Regions from separate parts of the Mus musculus genome. Here region 1 is linked to region 2. The links are chromatin contacts, called in public promoter capture Hi-C maps. All regions are on one chromosome and are shown on one strand. The core of a region is the stretch at or near the end of the contact, and the rest is flanking DNA. Distances in the headings are between cores, read along the strand shown.

What was found. Promoter capture Hi-C pulls out the DNA fragments that hold promoters and counts their contacts.
Region 1: a contact with region 2 is called in a promoter capture Hi-C map of the HPC-7 cell line. The contact joins the promoter of Plod2 here to the promoter of 1700057G04Rik in region 2. A contact is called at or near these places in 5 of 39 promoter capture datasets (the 3T3-L1 cell line, the HPC-7 cell line, hippocampal neurons and 2 more), 1 of 484 Hi-C or Micro-C datasets (nephron progenitors), 2 of 115 datasets of contacts at active chromatin or transcription factors (the 230-238 cell line and large pre-B cells) and 2 of 9 other capture datasets (adipose tissue and macrophages).

The regions. Positions count from the first base shown.
Region 1 is chr9:92,538,181-92,544,519 of GRCm38.p6, reverse strand. Plod2 (procollagen lysine, 2-oxoglutarate 5-dioxygenase 2) reads right to left here and starts at 2,297. Exons shown (of 19, transcript NM_011961.3): 1 at 1,952-2,297. The coding sequence starts at 2,060. B430319G15Rik (RIKEN cDNA B430319G15 gene) reads left to right here and starts at 1,651. Exons shown (of 1, transcript NR_029474.1): 1 at 1,651-5,719.
Region 2 is chr9:92,308,020-92,314,381 of GRCm38.p6, reverse strand. It overlaps 1700057G04Rik (RIKEN cDNA 1700057G04 gene), which reads right to left and starts at 5,005. Exons shown (of 7, transcript NM_001033184.3): 1 at 4,950-5,005.

The sequences.
Region 1 (6,339 bases), core at 1,048-3,547, 230 kb before region 2:
TCCTTTTATGTGGGAGAGTGAGCACACACTGGTGGGGGGGGGGTTGCATGTGAAGGCATGAAGACAGTCTCAGGAGTCATCCCTCGGGTACCAGCCACCACCTCTTTTTGACACAGGATCTCATTAGCCAAGCAAGCTTTGCCAAGCAGGCTACACTAGGTAGCCAGTCAGCTCCAGGGATCTGCCTACAGTCTATTTCATCCTCAATGGGGTTATAAGCACAGGCCACCAGGCCTAGCTATTAAGTAGACCCTGGGGATCCAGAACTCAGGTCCTCACACTTTTGGTACAAGTACTTTACTAACTGAGCCATCTCCCCAGCTCTGAATATTCTTTTTACTGACCAGCTGGAACACATTGACAAATAATGGGGGGGGGGGGGGTTGTCACAGGTGATCTGCACTCTTGAAAGCCCACTCATCTAGACAACTTAGACCTGAAAGATTATTTATGTAGTAATATCCATGTAGTAATTTCCAGTTATACTACTTCAGGGATAAAACTTACCACAGCTGATAATAAATCTGACCAAATAACCAAACAATGCATCTTTTGCATCTATTAGCTTACCACAGAACATGTGAAACCATCTATCTGTGTGTGTAACCAGAATGGCTACTCCTCACTTGGCTCCATTAATGCAGAAACATTTCCAACATTTAGCTCATAACTGAACTCTGGGCCCACCTACCACCACAGAAACCATGTCTCAGATATTAACCATAGGCTTTATATGAAAAACATTCGTATCTCAAATCCCCTGCCTTAGATATTACAATCCCTTAAAATTTAACATCCAATTCCATGAAATGTAAAAGCTTGCACAGGGAAGTTTTTGTTGTTTTTTTTGTTTGTTTGGGTTTTTTGTTTTGTTTTGTTTTGTTTGTTTGTTTGTTTTTAACCTCAAATTTAAAGGTAGCAGCCTGGCATGGATATACTCTGTAAACAAGTGAGAAGTCGCATCGAGGTGGCATAAAATAGACAGAAGCTGAAGCCAAACTCTAAAATTAGCAAATCCTGGCGGTTATTTTTACTTATCAATAAAAGCTTTTGGTGTTTTAACAAAGACCGTTTTCAGAGTAAAGTCTTATATTCTGTCTCTATTCTCATTTATCTGTGTGATTTTTCTAGTACTATGCTGAAAGAAATACCTTTGATATGAGATAAAAGTTACTTCAAAATCAGAATACTCATACAGGTTCAGATTTCCCTGTGACTGCAGCCAACAAAGCGAGCACTGTTCCACAGAACCAGGTGCTTCTGAGTCCTTAAGTTTCACCTATTGCGCCATGAGAAAGACAAAAACCGATGGTTACAGGGTCCAACTGGACTTGTGCCAAGTGTTACCCTCTGAATTGGAATTCCAAGGTAGAAATGTTTGCTCCTCGCCTTAGTTTCCAGAGGAAAAGAATCTAATTAGTTACTATAGAATGCAAAATTAGCGCATCCACCCACTCATCACCAGAGTGCATCGGGTCATTTAAACGCAAGGCTCAGTTCCAGGGAGCTGAGCCCAGGGCCCAGAAGTAGAAAGGACCAAAGAACTCCCCTGCGCGATACAGCAGCGCTGCAAGTCCCGTTGAGACAAATAGGCGGCGGGGCTCTCCTCTGGCTGAACCCAGAAAGTTTTGTTCACACGAACTTGCCTCCAACTACTAGCTTTAGCTCAGCTTCCGAACACCGGCCAGGGCCAGGGCTCAGGGACGCCCCAAAGTGTAACGGAAGGAGGAGTGGGTGGGAGCACACTGGGTCCGATCGTAGCCGGGTCCCGAGCGCTGCGTGTAGACAGAGGCAGGATGGCAAGCTGCTTCCCGGGGCGCAGGAAAGGAGGTCCCTGCCAATCTCAAAGCAGGGAGCCCCGCGGCTAGGTCCCGCAGGGATGGAGCAAGCAAAGAGGAAACATGCCCAGTTCTCTCTAGACCGCCGGTGGAAACCAGCAAGCAGAGCTCACCTGCAGGGATGCGCCCGGGCGTCTCCTCCGCCACGCCCAGGCCGGCCGCCCAGGAGAGCAGGGCGAGCATGGGCATCAGCCGCCCCGGCCTCGCTCCGCGGTCCCCCATCCGCCCCTGAACCCGGGAGCCGAAGGCCTGTGGCGAGGACTTCTCGCGAGACGCTGAGACCCCGAAGAGCGCAGGACCAGACGTGAGCCCGGGGCTGGAGCGGAGGGCGGACTGGGAGGACTGCGTGGGTACCGAAGAGCACGGAGAGGATTGAGCGGACTTCGGCGGAGTCCGAGCGCAAGGAGCGGACGACGGAACCGGAGGCGCCCGCGGCGCGGGCTTAAGAGCAGCCAAGGAGGGCGGGGCCAGGGCCGGGGGCGGGGCGCTGCTCCGGGACCCCGCGTCCCGGGCTATCCCGGCTGCACCCCCACCCTCCGAGTCGCCTACGCCTACGTGCACCGCCTCACGCCGGGGCTCCAGGGAGCTTGCTTGTGGAACGTGCGCCCCTCTGCTCTCCCGGGGTTCCAGAAGCTTCCTCGGCACGCCCTGGCTAGACCTTCTTTCTCTACTGAACCCGGCGCTCCCGGAGGTGAGTGGTGACTGCGAGGGCTTCAGTCTGCTTGGCTGAGTAGGCGCTTGTCACACTCCCAGCTGTTCCTTCTGAACTTCGCCATCACCGTGTCAAGGAAGGCCATGCTTTGATTTTAGTCTGTAAACAGAAACTTTTCATTGTCCGGTGAACATCTCTGCCGCTGCTGGTGCCAGGAGAGCCATAGACTCTTTCCAGTAATGAAGCTTGTAAACCCGACGGAGTCCAAGCCCAGCTTGGGCAACCTGAGGCTGTGCTTTAACAAGATCGCCCTGCCAGGCACATGGAAAATTACTTCCGAAGATGTAGAGGAGCCATTCCTGGTCTCCTGGGAGCTACCTCCACTGCTTTGGGTTTTGATTAGTATGTCTATGCAAAGTCATTTGTCCTCTGGTTTTTACACTTTTAGTCCCAGGATTTAAACTGAGTTGTGCAGGGGTGAAAGTTTTGACAACTTTGTCTCACACACTCCGTGTATGCTTAAAAATGAAGAAAGAATCAAATTGACCGCGTTCAAGAAGCTCGTAGTTAAATCTTCCTGCAATGGGAGGAGAAAGGAAATACTCGTTCTAAGTCTGATTTTTTAAAGTTAAAATTACTCAAAGTTTATGATCACAGGTTTTGTAAAATTGGCATAAATTCAAGAGGAATACTAGCTAGCAGATTGAAAGCAGGTGGGAAAATGTGTAAATATTAGGAGTGTGACATTTAAAGGAAAAAATAATCATGAGACTGAGCCAGTCCTTGCTGTTTTGAAGGTCTTGGTGTGTCTGTCCTCCTCCCTCTTTTTAATAAAGGAAAATTGGGGAAACTTCAGACATGAGTAGAAATAGTCAAAGAAATGGAAACTGTGATTGCAGAAGAATGGAGTAAGGAAGAATGAAGTGAAACTTTTTTTTCTCTGAAGAGGGTCAGCTAAGAAGTGGATTCTTTTACAGTGTGGGTGGCAGGTGCAGCGTCATGAATCCAAGCAGGGGCAAGTAGAATCAGCCCTCAGAAGAAGGGCTGGTCATTTGGCTAAATATGTTTCCAGAAATCCAGACTTGGGCCTGCCAAGTTCCTTGAACTTGATTTCTTGCTTCCCCGAACCTCTGGAGTCTTCAACTTGCCTGGCTAGTGATGGAATTTCCATGTATGCTTAGCTGTAGAGCCTACCAGTAATTATTGGTTACCATGACAGTCTGTTGAGTCTCAAAGGCAGAACTTAAGAGCCTCTATAAAGCAATAGTCTCTGAGACTTTCAAAATAGCCAGACGCTTCAGTAACAACCTGAAACCAAATCCTTCCAGCCCTCTCGGGTTTCCAGCCCTCCTGTAGGCTGGAGTTGTCTACTCCACAAATATCTACTTCCCATGGCAAACACTCAGCTTCTTTAGCTCATCAAATCCAGATCTTACACCTAGTTTCTTTATCTTCATTAATGATCCTCTTACTTACATGGCTCCAGATTTTTGTCAATCTCTGCTCTCACTAGCACCAACCTAGAGGACTGTTATATTTTTCTTCACATTTTCTCTGCCTTCTTCCATTCATTCTTTCCTGCTTAAGTAACATACCTCTTGATGCCCTGGTTCAAGCTTTTTATCACTGGCCAACTTTCCTGTGGCTGCTTCCTGTACCCAAACTGTGGAACTCTGTATTATGGCTTGACCCATCATACTCATGATTTTTGTTTTCATCCCTAAACACAAAGATTCCACAGAACCGGAAACAATCCTAACCCATTTGCCTACAATTCAAATTATTTCACTAAAATATAAGCCACCTCATTCTGTATCCTACACTTGATTGGTTTGGCATACTTTGTCTCTCACCACAAGATGAATGTTTTGTTTTTATTCTCCAAAATCTGTATAGCACTCTCTTCTCCTTTCCTCTACTCTACACCTGATTTGGCTTCTTGCCATGCCTTCTCAAAAGAGTTTCAGAATCAAGCGGTTCCTGCCAAGAAACAAAAGCAAAATTGTCCTCTTCCCCAGTGAATCTGGATGAAAACAGGTAACAAAATCAGGTACAGCTCTTAGAGAAGACACTGGAGGAGAACAAAGCTGGGTCTATAACAACTCACACAATGGCAAGACTGAAGGTTTATACTGAACCATGGCCATCGATCAGTCCTATCAGATGGAGTTCAACATTTAACCTGGAGACTTGCTCATGTCTAAATTGGGGGTGCAGTTTGTCCAGTAATAATATATATATAACCTCTAAAGAAAAAGAAAGTTTGTATAGCAATCATTGTCATCATTTGGGTTCCTCCCAAATGTCAGCCTTGGTTACAGGAAGAGTGTTCAGAAAAAACTGAGTAGGTGAGGTTGAAGAAAGTCCAAAAAAGACAACCAGAAGTCCATTCATTTTGTAATGTAACCCAGTACATAGGGCCTTTAGTCCACAGACCAGATGCATAATTTACCCCTCATAGATAGCATAGTCAAGGTGCAAGATATCTGCACTATCTTTATTCTCAACTCCAACATTCCTTGACGGAAGGGCCATGAAACTCTGCCTGTTTTCCACACATTCCCAGCATGCTGTGCTCAGAGACACAGCAACCTGCTAATGATTGTGTAACTCTGGACTACAGGAAGTTAGGTTGGCATGCTCAGAAATGGTAAGATCAGAGGAGAAAACAGGAATAAGCCTGCATTTGCAAGTTCATGTTATCTTTCTGTATAAAGACTTCTAACAAACAACACACCCCTCCTTCATTGAACCAACCAGCTCAAGTTAAGCTCAACCACCTTAGAGATTCTGTATCTCTTGTCCCACGAAACAGCTGAGCACGTAGGGAGCCTGCCTGACTTCCTCCTTTGATCTAAGTGAACAGAAAAGCCCTGTGAATGTTGTAGACAGAGCAGAAGTTTGCTTTGAGGTGAGTTAAAAAAGAATGAGATTCCAGATGTTGGATGAAGAATCAAGGGGCAGGTGTGGGTGAAAGGCAACACTACAGACCGATTTAAAGACTGGAGCCCAGCAAAAAGGTCATGGTGTTAACCACATTGGTACTACTAAATCAAAGTCAATTTCTCAATAAGTTTTACTGTACAGCCAACAAAATGTGATGGTCTGTATGTGGGTGTAAGAGGAAAAATGTCAAGGAATATTTATTCAGTGACTATTTGTTGGGGGAATTAGAGGTTGTGCTCTGGGGATATGCTTCATGGTGGGTGGACAGGGAGAGGAACACTATAACAAACTAGGAAAAAAATAAATAACCAGATAGCCAAGAAACGAAATGAAAGAAAGCAGGCCCGTCTGGAAAGGGAGGGGCAGAAATCAGTAAAGGAAACCATAAAGTCAGACAGACAACACTGATCCAAAAGAAGACGTTTAGGAAAAGGAGACTGGTCCGAGTGGTTAGCATACACATGTTAGATCTTACTTAACCTCTGAAGGGAGGAGAAGCCACACAGTGGAGAAGAGAGAGAGAGAAAACAGCAGACCCCCCCCCCCCGGACTTCATCTAAACCCTGGGTTTCCTGGTCATGTCAGAGTGCAGCCTTCCCTCTCTTACGGATGGCCACGTTACCACAATGCTGACTCTGCTCTTCAAGGATGAAAGGTTTGGAACATGTTCAGGAGCTCCAGAGCTATTCCAAGCTGTGATCTAAGGAAAGATGATTTCCCCGGGTGACGTACATAGTGTACATAGTGTAGAGCTGAATGTCTTTTCAGCCAGTCAGAAAATGAGCTGCTTAGCATATGAAACAATGAGCAAACAAAGCTACATAATTATAGCAGGGAATGTTGATTCACGTTCTGGTTGCTTAATTTACTCTCATTTGTCTGTGTCCTTAGAGATTAATAACA
Region 2 (6,362 bases), core at 3,756-6,255:
ACGAGAATAAAACATAAGCTGGATACTGAAACACAGAAGTATAGGAAAAGACTTTCTGAATATGGCTGCATTTGCCCAGGATTTAAGGCCAGCAAATACTGAGACATAATAGTAATAGTAATAATAATTATTATATGATAATTATAATGAGAAGGAGGAGGAAGAGAAGGAGGTGTTGGAAAGAAAATGACTAAGGAGTATTTCAAAAGGTCTATATTGTTCTTATGAGTTACAGGAAATGAAAACCAAAACAACTTTGAGGTTTTTGTCATACACCACTTAGAATACCTAAGATAACAAAATGACTGAAAACAAATACATTCAAATAAGGTGGGGAAGAGGGGAAATGTCCTTCACTATTTTGGGTTGTAAATTGTTGTACATATTAGGAAAATCAGTCTGGAAACCAGGGGAAAATTCTCAAAAGCTAAACTTAAACTACCGTATGCACCAGCAACACTATCCCACAGAATGCGCTCAAAGGATGAAGCATCCTTTACCACAGACACTTGCTCAGCCATGTTCATTGACATTCTAGTCACAATAGCAAGGAAATGGAAATAAAGTAAACAACCTTCAGCTTGTGAAGAGATAACAAAACCATGTCGCATATAAATGATGGAACACTATTCAGCTATAAGGAAAAATGGAATTTGCAGGCATGTGGATATAACTAGAGAATCTATTGAATGGGGTAACCCAGAGCCATAGGAGCAAATACCATACATGCTTTCTCATTTTTGTTTCTTATCTTCAAAACTTCCGATGTGATTATATAATCTGGAACCACCACAAGATAAAAAAATAAAAAGAATTATAGTGGGAAGCACTAGTGATGGGCAGAGGAAGAAAGAGGTGATAAGGAAGGAGAAATGAAAAATGGGCTAGGATTTCAATTGAGAGAAATAGAAGGTCAGTACTGGAACAGCAGAGGAAAGGAGTCATATGAAGCACTATAGACACTCGAAAGGCTATAAGGAATCATGACATTTCATGTTTACCTGAAATTACATATAATACATATGAATGTATATACACATATGCATATTTTAAATGAAATAATGTTACTTGAGGTGGTAATGCTTCCCTCAAGAACCATAGACTAACAAAATATAAAATAGAAGAAATGAAAAAAATCTCACTTCAAGTAGTCAGGGGAGTTAAAAATTGCTCTATGGTTCTTGTATTGTATCTACCAGCTTTTCTTGACAATGTAAGCTTTTCTTGTCAGGGAACATTTTGTAGAAATAATTTGGAAGTGTCCCCACTTTCTTTTTTAATTTGACAGAATAATTTGAGAAGCATTGATTTAAGTTATCCTTTAAAGGTCTGATAACTCAATAGTGAATCCGTCTGTACAAGGCCCTTTACTAATTGGAAGATTATTTGCTATAGCTCTCATTTTGCTTTTAATCTAACTGAGCCTTAGAAACAGGAGCTGTGTTGTAAGATATTCCCATTATAGATAGACAGACATAGTCAATTGTTTCTTGTATCTTATCAGTTGTTATTTTCTGTAATGGTCTGTCTGTTGAAAAGATCCTTTGTTGTACCAACTCTCTTTTAGTAAGTGATGGAAGCTATGTTTATCTGTGGATATAAGAATGAGTATTCAGAATCCTTTTAGGAACCATGCTTGTTTGGTAAAGTGGCAGTCATTTGTTCTCCTCCATGTCATCTCTAGCTCTGGAAAACTGTCCAGGTTTCAAGTACTAGCCATGAATTGCTTTATGCAGAGTGGGTCTTAAATCCAATTAGACAACTATTGGTTAGCACCAAGATATGAATGCCACCATTGCACCTTTAGAGACATCTTGTCATGATGATTATTTTGTACTTCATAGGCTTCACAAATTGACTAGGATTATTGGTTTCATGTCTGCCTTGGTAGTTTAAATAGCCCATTCAGGGACTATAAAACTTAGTCTTCAGGAAGGAGGCTGTCTGGCCAGATCCAGCTTGCATCCTCCAAGTCCTGGGCCCACAGTACTTGATGTCTTTAGCAAAAAGAATTTACTGTTAACCTCTTAGAGGCCACCAAAGAGCAAAAGAGCCTGCGTTGTTTGGAGAGTCTCTTGAATTCTTCTGACTAATGACTCAAAAAGGAGTTTCTCATGACTAGTACTGGTGATTTGATTTGATTTTTTTTAAAAACAGATTTACATGTATGCATGTGTGTATGTATATACACACAAAAATATAAGCTTTAAAGAAATGTCATCATTATTTTCTAAATTTTATTAGTTTCTGTTGTAATGTCTCTTTTTAATTCTCTAAAATGTTATTTATTTGGCTCTTTTTGCTTTTTAATTTGAATAAAGTCTTAATTATCTTAACATATTTTTAGATTCATCCTATTTTATATGTATGAGTGTTTTGACACATATATGTATATGCAACACATGCATGCTTAGTGCCTGAGATCAGAAGAGAGTGTCAGATACCCTGGACAACAGTTAAGAGTGGCTTTGGGGGCTGAGAAACAAACCTGGGTCCTCTGCAAAAGAAACAAGTGCTTATAACTTCTGAGAGAACTCTACAACCCCTTTTTACTTTTTATAGAAACTACTCATTAAAAGACTCTTTCTGTTGACTACTTTCCTTGCTTTTTTGTTTTGTTTTCACTGATTTATGCCCTGATCTTTTTTCCTGTCTTCTACAGTTATAGTTTGTTTGATGTTGTTTCTTATAATACATTAAGAAGCATCAACAAATTGTTCATTTGATATCTCTCTGAGAATGTAATGCTGGGATTTAGTGCTTGTCTTAGTTACTTTTTTATTGCCGTTAAAATAACATCACCATACCTGAAAAAAACTTAGAGAGAAAGAGCTTTATTGGGGACTTATACTTTGGAGGGTAAGCTTATGACCATCATGGTGTAGGAACATGATGCTAGAGGAGTAGTTGAGGACTTAGGTCTGATCTATATACTAGAAAGAGAGCCTTAACAAGTAATACCATGGGCATTTTAAACCTCAAAAACCACCCCCAGTGATACACCTCCTCCAACCAGGCCACATTTCCTAATCCTTCCCAAAGAGTTCCACTAATTTGGGACCAAACGTTCAAATATGAGTTTATGCAGGCCATTCCTGTTCAAACCACCACATTACAGTAAACTTTTCTCTCAGGATTTCCTTCCTTGCATCCCATAGATAGATTGTATTTTCTTTTATATTTAATTCTAGAACATTTTTTTTTAAATTTCTTCAAAGACCTATTCTTTACTTAAAGGATATCAACAATCACACAGTTATTTCCATTAAAATATTCAAATAAAAGTATGGATTTCACATTATCTCTCAGAGATAATTTTTTTAATGTTGGAGAAATTTTGACTTTATTCCGTGAGACTATTAATAAACATCTAGGAACCCGATATTACTAAAAAAAATAACTTTTTACTTAGCCCATAGTGTAGATAGAAGCAGGAAAAAACCTTGGCACTCCTAATTTCATTTCTATCTTTACTTTGGGGTAAGTTTGTGGAGTTCTGTACAAAAATATGCCAATAATTTATAGATATCTTCTACACTTGTGGAATCTAACATCTTTCTTTCTCCTTCAAGATTTATAGCACAAAGATAATAGTAGCTCTAGTACTTTGCTTTTGGCTTTAGTATTATCTAGCTCTGCATTGTAGAAATGTCCCATAGAAGCAACCAGTCATGTCCTAAACCCAGGATGAGAAATTCTTAGACACAGTAGGAGCAATAATTTTCTAGATCTAGCTTGTCTTATTAAAACACTTCATTAGAAGCACTCTGCGAAACCAAAACTGAGATAATCATCACCAGACCACAGGTTGATCAAGACTGCTTAACAATGTACACTTCTCACTGTCTGTCCAATTGGTCTTCTCTTTAATGATAAAGTTTGTAACTATCCCAAAGATGTGCTCAGATATTTAATTTTCTCCCTTTCCAAAGTGTATGTTTTGCATAAAATTCACTCTTGAGTCCTCATCATTACTTTCTGTTTATTTTCTTAATACCAAAACCTAGACTTTTTATGTTGGAACTCCTGAATTGGGCCTCTGGCTCAGATTCTGGTTATATGATCACATACTTTTGAAGTATCTTATCTCTGAAAACATTCACTGTTGATGTAAAGTGAGAACGTCCAAATCATTTCCAGGTCAAGCATTCACCCTAGTTTTAAAGATTAAAATATGAGCCTTAGAAATATCTTTTCACTGAGACTGATAAATGAGACATCTATGAAATGAATCCACGTGTTCCAAGAAAGAAGGGGAGAACAGGAGCACATGACAGATTTTGACATGCGTATGAACAGTTTGAAAAGAGGGTAGGAAAACTTAAGGCCTCTTGAGGGTCATGTAAGTTTCACATATATTTGTATGTCAGTAGCAAAATGGGTTTGGAGGCATTTGTTATAATCCAACTAGAATATTTGACTCTTATAGTTCTATATAGAACTATAAAAACCTGATTCCTAATAAAGACACGAAATCACAAAGCAGAAGCTCAAGAACTCAGAATATTAGTCAATATCTCCAAAAATGTCAAGATCTTCACCAATATCACACCAACATCAATGAAGCATCAACTCAAATTTGAAGTCTTTTGTCTCAAGAATAGCTTTTTAGTTTAATGGCCTGAATATTTGTCTGCCAAATAGTAAGAAATGAAACTCATAAAGTGATTGATTTATGAAGAAAAAATATTAAAAAGTCAAGACTATGAGGGAGCCAGGTTTCATCAGACGTCAAATCTCAGCCTCTAGACTGTGAGAAGTAGTTTTCTACTCTTATAGCCCACCATGATATGGTCTTGTTTTAATGGCCCACATCACCCAATACACCTGATATGAGTTAGACAGGCAGATATAAATGAGATCCTAGGCAAAAATGTAGTTATAGTCAGTTATGATCATCAAAATTCCAAAGGACAACAGTGTCTGAAAGATAGTTATGAAATGGCTACCTTAGAGGTTATGGATGGAAGACTGGCCTTCATCTGTCTTACACTCCAGTAGTTATGTTATTATTAGGAAAGGTCCAGAATGTGGAGATGTAAGCAGCTACAACAATTAACATTCCATTCCGAACCTAGAAGCTCACTAGTTCTATAGATCTCAGAGTATTTATAGAACTGTACATGGATCATTATTCTTCTAAAGAAATAGTCTCTGAAGAAATATACTACCTGTGTAAACAGAGAAATGTTTGTTAGATAATATTATCTTCTATTATTATCATTATTATTAGATCTTTGAGAGTTTCATACAGTGTTTAGATCATATTTATCCCTCCTTCTGCAAGTGTGTACAGATTCAATCCCTTTTTTCTTATCCACCCAATTTTTTGGTTTGTTTATTTGTATTTATTTACTTACTTATTTATTTATCCTATAACAGCAAGTCTTGTTACCCAAATAGTCTTGATGTGGTTTTTTTTCCCCCCACTAGAGCATGGTCGACTTACCAGAGGCTACACTCTGATACAATTCCTTTTTTCGCCCCAGAAGATAATAACTGCCAATAGCTCCATGGCTATAAGGTATAATTGATCTTTTCTACTTTTCTACTCTTTTCTCCATGATGGGATTTGGTCTGGTTTGTGCTTACACCCCTGTAAGTGTGTAAGTGTGTGCGGTCACAACTGCTGTGAGTTCATATGTGCAGCTGCCCTGCTGTGTCTTGAAGACATTGTTCCCTTGAAGTCAGACATGCCTCTGGTCTTCACTCTTTCCACATGTCTTCTACTTGGGATTTAAAAGACTATGTTCCTCTGTCAATAATACTAAGATTCAAATTTATAGCTTAATATACTTTAAATTCTCCTTAAAAGAAGGCTACTCTTTGAAAGGACTCCCAAATATTCTTTCCAAATACACAAAACAAACATCTGTAAGGGTAAAAACATTCGCTTATTTTTTGATTTAAAGTTTTTATTTTACCAGAACATTACCCAAGGGAGAGATGGTGAAGGTTGGCATCCTTGTGCTATCTAGGAAGAAGTTCTTTATTATTATTATTATTATTACTAGATATTTTCTTTATTTACATTTCAAATGCTATGCCCTTTCCTGGTTTCCCCTCCGAAAACCCCTTATTTCCTTCCCCTTCCCCCTGCTCACCAACCCACTCATTCCTGCTTAGGAAGAAGTTCTCAAGACATGAACTGTGGCTATATAAAGATTAGTAGAAAAATGCATCAACAAGTAGTTTGAACAAATTAAAAATCCCACATATACAAAATAAATCTTAGAAATTTACATTGAATGTGACATAAAAAAATGCTAAACATCCTAAGTATGTTTATTATAGTTTAAATATTAAGTGTCTCCCCAAAACGTTCATGTTTTGAAGGATTTTTCCTCAGGAAATGAATCATG